2 separate regions of the Mus musculus genome follow, and region 1 is linked to region 2. A link is a contact called in public Micro-C data. All regions are on one chromosome and are shown on one strand. The core of a region is the stretch at or near the end of the contact, and the rest is flanking DNA. Distances in the headings are between cores, read along the strand shown.

Region 1 (2,780 bases), core at 269-2,768, 210 kb before region 2:
CATCCTATGGAGACAGGATGTGCAGGACCCAGAGGAAAAGATCAGAAATGTATACAGTCCAGAAGGCTGGAAAATGTGCAGCTGCCCTGCAAGTCTGCAGGGATCAAACCCCAGTCTGAAGGAAGGGCCTGGTTTAAAAAGACCCACCTATGTGTCAAAGTAGGGTTTTACACCTGTCTCCTGGAGATCTTCTATCTGCATGCTGTACTGTGCTTTTACTGGGTATTATCCAAGAAGGCTTGGAAATCTATAGCATGAATACAGTGTGTTTTTCATTTGGAATCTTATAGATGTATTACACATATTGCTCCTTAGCCCTGTAGAGTGTGCCAGCGGTCATATTCTTCCACCTTTAAGGGGGTTCTGGGGACTGAACTTAGTCAGGCTTGTGCCACAAGCACCTTCACCTGCTGAGTCATCTATCCATCTTTGAAAACTTTCTTAAGAAAGTGTTAGTCATTAGGAAGGAAGCAGAACTAATGGTAAACTTTCCATGACTCAGTGACTCAGGGAAAACTGCTCAGCGTACTCCATTTTTGGAAGGAGAGAGAAACAAATTATGTAATATTACAACAATGAATACTTAAATCCTGTTCTCTAGCGGCTGCTGGCAGAAGTGACTGGGGACTCAGAGGAAGGCCAAAGCCATCCTCATAGAGGTTTCTATTTTCCCTATTCATTTGCTCCTTGGAGTATTGTGAATCCCAGGGCCATTAGGGGAAAACCTGTGCAGACCAGCAGGGCAGGCTCTGACAATCCCAAGACAATCTCTCTCTCTCTCTCTCTCTCTCTCTCTCTCTCTCTCTCTCTCTCTCTCTCTCTCTCTCTCTCCTCTCTCTCGTCCCTGTGTCAAATGCATCCCTTTGTCTCCGAGTCATCTTTCCTTACAGAGCTACTGACTCTCAAGTCTGTTGTAGACTGTTGTAGCCACAGATTCGATGGCTGGATGAGAGACAGGGATGCCTCCTGCTCGTCCTGGAAATTTCATTACTGACTTGTCTGGCTCCCAAGGGAGGGCTTTCAAGCAAGCTTGGGCTGGTCCAGAGTTTCTGAATTTGAGGCTGGTTGCCTCTAGGTGGCAGCAATGTCCCATTTTCTGCCGCCACTGCTGCTCGGATTCGTTTCTCTCCCACCCTGTTAATTTGAGAAACTAGTGCTCAAGGGACTCTTCCAAGAGATCTTTCTTCTGTGCCCAGGCAGACTCGAGGCTTCTTGTGGTTTGCTGCCCGAGTGGAGACCCACATTTTTCGGAGTCAGCAAAGGGTGGGAAGACAGGCTAGTTGGAAAGAGAAGAGATGGAGCGACTTAGGGAAGAACGGAAGCAAGTGAGGTGGTGGCGAGGAAGGAGCCCCTGCAGGCATCAGTCGCTGACATGGCCTTTGTAGAGGGGCCACTGCGGGTGGGAGCTGCAACGCCTCGCAGAAGCTCCTGGGCTCCCCTTGGTTCATTGCCCAGGGTATAAAACCACAGAGGGAAGCAAGGAGAACTTTACTCTCAATCATGACCTGACGCCAGGCTGCCACACAGGGGCTACTGTGGCTCATTGCAGTTCTTAGATGGCTTCAGGGACAGAGCATAGAACTCTGTGTGACCCTGTGAAAGCCCCCTTCTCACAGGATCCCTTGGAACTTGGAGAGGATTTAGTAAAGTCTTATCCTCCATGCAAGATGTCAGACTAAGGGGGGAACAGGGTCGGTTGGGCTGTCGTCTGCCCCTGCATGCTGAAGATGTGGTAGCCATCTTCCTTAGCATTTTGGGAAGTTTCACTATCAAACGAACTCAAGACCTTAGTAAAACTGGGCTTGCCTAACACTTGTCACTTTAAGATTAGGAAATAGCTTTCTTATTACTTGCAACAATTACTTATTCACCCTGCCCCTTTTTCCTATTTCTAAGAGTAATGTCTCAATGTGTAGGCTAAGATGAGCAGCCGGTCCCCTGTCTCCATCCCTAAGCTGGGGTATTCAGTCCTGTCTCATGTCACACCCCTGTATACTGTATATCATATGCCCTCATGATTCCGATGCTGCCCACATAAGGATGTCCCCTCCAAAGCTCATGTCTAAATTTGGGTCCCTGTGTGACAGGCCTGAGGTGGTGATGTCATCAGTGGTTAGGGAACAGGAGGCATGTATATGTCTATGTTGTTGCTTGCAGCAGCCATGGTGTTCTTTTTCACACAGAGCCTCACTGTAGAGCCTTGACTGACTTGAAGCTTTCTGTGTATACCAGGCGGGCCTTGAATTTACAGTCATCTCCTGCTTCTGCCTCCTGAGGGCTGGGATTTGAGGAGTGAGCCACCACGTCCTGCCGCCAGGCCTCCGGAGTTCTTTTCAGAGCTCTGCACACAGGTGAGGCAGTACTATTGATTTCGCTGTAAAAAAGATTTCATGCAGAGCAGATATGTCTCCGAGCTGGGGTTTATAAGAGGAGGAAAGTATATGGCCCACTGGAATGTGAGTGTCTCAAGAGGGCGCTCGGGGGTGGGGGGGATAAAAGCTGGAGTGTAAATAGATAGATAGATAGATAGATAGATAGATAGATAGATAGATAGATAGATAAATGGAGCTCAGTTTTACTTTACAACGGCCATATCCAGAGTTTTGGTGGGTAGTGAGTTCCTGGAGGACATGAACAAGATTACAGCTGACAGGGTGACACCCTGAGTCCCAGGCTTGCATGGAAAATGAAGATGCTCTCACTGTTAGCAAAAGTTACTGGTTTGTGAGATTCTCAGGAAACCTCTGGGAAAGGAGAAACGTCATACTAAGGTCATAGGT
Region 2 (2,779 bases), core at 180-2,679:
TTCTTTATCAGCCACATTCCATAGCCACCAACTGTGTGCATGCATACGCACGACCTTCAAAAACCCCAAATCAGGAAGTAAGTACCAGTCTACATTTATTTTCAGGTCAACAAAAAGAGTCTCCTTCAAAAAAACGAAACAAAACACATACATGCAAAACAAAACAAAAACCAAAAGAAACAAACAAAAAAACTTTCAAAAATAACAAACTCTGTTGCAATGTGTGCATCTCTGCTAGGAAGTGGATGCTGCTGGCTTGTCACGGCTAGGGCCAGCGCTTGAGTGATGTATGTGGGGAGATGATAGATTTGAGCTGATCCATCTCCTCTCCCAGGTTGCCTGGTCCCCTCTGTGACCAATGGCAAGTATTTGTGAGACAGCTGGCTGGATGAGGGGTGAGGGAGGCTGTGTTTCTAACTCACCGGCCTCTGCACAGATCAAAGGCTCATTAGCATTTCACTCTCACCAAATCAACTTATTGGCTCAGATGATCTGTATTGCTTTAAACCTTTCGACAGCTGTAGAATTTGTCAACTAGGCAGGGTTAGGATCTGGTTTTTGACACTTCAGTACACAACCCCTGCACTACAAGTACCATTTCCGTGGTAATTCTAGGGTTTTGTGTTTGGTTTTGTTTGTTTGGAAGGATAACTTTTTTTTAAAAAAAATTATTCCCCAAAGGAATAAAACGCTAAGTTTGGGTTATAAATGTGATGTCTAGTCAGAAGAAAATTGAGGGGAAAAAAATCTTCACCTCACATATCAATCAAATTACTCAAAAGGTGAACTCAGACTCTCTGGTAAGAAGCACAAGGCTGGGGAATTACAGACAATGTTGCTTGTGCTTCTCGGGCTGTACAGTGTCACTGCTTCTGGGCTCATCAAGCATCATTAAAGTGGACAATATGGAAGCTATTGCCTTCTAATTCCCACTTCATTACTTTCCTCTCCTTTACTTGTGTATTTCTGTATCGATTGATTTATGTTGGATACAGGGTCTGATTATGGTGCCCAAGCTGGTTTCGAACTCCTGTGTTCAAGCGACCCTCCTGCCTCAGCTCCCAGACAGCTGGGATAGATAGATCTGTGTCACCAGTCTGCTGGGAATTCAGTCCTGTCACCTGACTGCTATGGAAACACAATCTCCTTCCTGTGCCTCCCAGATAGAGAACGAATTACCAGAACCAGAGATGCGTCCCTTGGATAAACTCTGGCATGATTTTTTTTTTTTAAACTCAGAGACTCTTTTAAAAATGCAAATGGTCTGGTTAGAAGGCCACGAGACTCACTTTTCCTAGAACGGACACTGAGGCAGAAGTGGGAACTTTCTGTTTTGTCTCTATTTGACAGAGGCTCTCCAGTTCTCTGTGTCGGGTGCCCAGTCTTTTGAAACAGGAAGCACATGGGCTGCTTTGCCTTTCTTTCTCCTTTTAAGAACCAACTGGTTCCCTTTTTTGGGGTGGCGTGGAAGGGAAGGAAAGCAGCAGCCTGCTTTCCACATGGGGTCCAGACGTGTATTTTGTGCATCCCACTTTCCAGCAAGGCCACAGCGTAATACTGACCGTGAAGCTGACATTCCAGGAAGGACTGAGAAGGCTGTGCCCTCCTCACTGTCAGGGACCCTTGTCTACCAGTCTGGTTCACTGAGAGTCTATCCTGAGACAGCCAGATGCTTAAGCTGGTGGCATCAAATAAAATAATGGAAACGGCCATTTCCCAAAATGAAATCATGAAAACTACATAAACATCTCTCTCTCTCTCTCTCTCTCTCTCTCTCTCTCTCTCTCTCTCTCTCTCTCTCGGCTTAAAATTTAAAAAAATGTTAAAAAAAAAAAAAACAAAAACCTCGCCTTGCACGGCGAGCAAGCAAGAAACAGCTGTTGAGAGGATGGCATAATGGATAACGGCTCTGGCGAGCAGCTCGGAGAGGATGGCTCTGTGGTCCTAGGCAGGGGTGAGGATGCTCCTGGCAGGGAGAAGAGAGGACGAGAGGATAATCAATCAAGTCAGGAATGCCAACCATTGCGTTTCCAGTGAGGACTTGCTTCTCAGTAGGCTGCATTTTCCCACTCATAATTCTCTTCAGTGGAACACACACACACACACACAAGTGAGAGAGGGAGGGAGAGAGAGAGAGAGAGAGAGAGAGAGAGAGAGAGAGAGAGAGAGAGAGAGAGGGAGGGAGAGAGAGAGAACACACTTTAAGGAAGGACCTTTTTGCTATTCTTTGCTAAGCATGTCGTCATTCATGCAAAGGCCCAGTCTCACTACCTTAGGATGCAGGACCTACATTAATGTAAATTAAAAATGACTTGAACCTATGGTCCCACCTGCAGAGATAGCAGAGGTAGGAGGATTGCTTGAGCCCAAGAGTCAGAAACCTGGACAACATATCAAGAATCCATCTTCTCTGAGAAAAATAAAAGGGCCGGGTGATCAGTGTGGTGGTACAGCAGACTCTGGAGTAGGGCTCCAATCCTCAGTACTATGCCCCACCCAGAGGAGATGAAGGAGACACGTGAGTCAAAGATTTCAGTGTTCCCTGAGCCTGTGTGTTAGAGTATCCATCCTGAGATCTCTTTTATAATACCCCTTGCGCAGCATTTTTATATGGACTAACTAATATGTCTACTATTTAATGTCTGTTCACTTTTTTAATAGTTTAAAACCTTTCCCTGGCGTATCTATCAAGAGTCTGGCCGTACTTATTTATACAAGGTTAAATTGTTCACAGATTAATCTGCCAGTACACGACTTAAACGATGTTAACGAAATGTGT

Evidence for each region. A called contact is a pair of places that touch in the nucleus more often than the background predicts.
Region 1: a Micro-C map of the G1E-ER4 cell line shows a contact between it and region 2, with 4 times the contacts expected there. The contact joins two enhancer-like sites. A contact is called at or near these places in 3 of 484 Hi-C or Micro-C datasets (the AtT-20 cell line, the G1E-ER4 cell line and nephron progenitors), 3 of 115 datasets of contacts at active chromatin or transcription factors (bone marrow-derived macrophages, microglia and pancreatic cancer cells) and 1 of 9 other capture datasets (embryonic stem cells).

What each region holds. Positions count from the first base shown.
Region 1 is chr1:177,701,334-177,704,113 of GRCm38.p6, reverse strand. No RefSeq gene overlaps it. Among named protein-coding and RNA genes, the nearest start is that of 1700016C15Rik, 27 kb to the left of the region's middle. Within about 2 kb of position 1,518, at least 191 of the 459 cell types and tissues checked have an H3K27ac peak or open chromatin away from gene starts, as enhancers often do. A contact at or near this core is called in the G1E-ER4 cell line, bone marrow-derived macrophages and microglia, where this site is marked.
Region 2 is chr1:177,488,606-177,491,384 of GRCm38.p6, reverse strand. No RefSeq gene overlaps it. Among named protein-coding and RNA genes, the nearest start is that of Gm29856, 34 kb to the right of the region's middle. Within about 2 kb of position 1,429, at least 71 of the 459 cell types and tissues checked have an H3K27ac peak or open chromatin away from gene starts, as enhancers often do. A contact at or near this core is called in the G1E-ER4 cell line, bone marrow-derived macrophages and microglia, where this site is marked.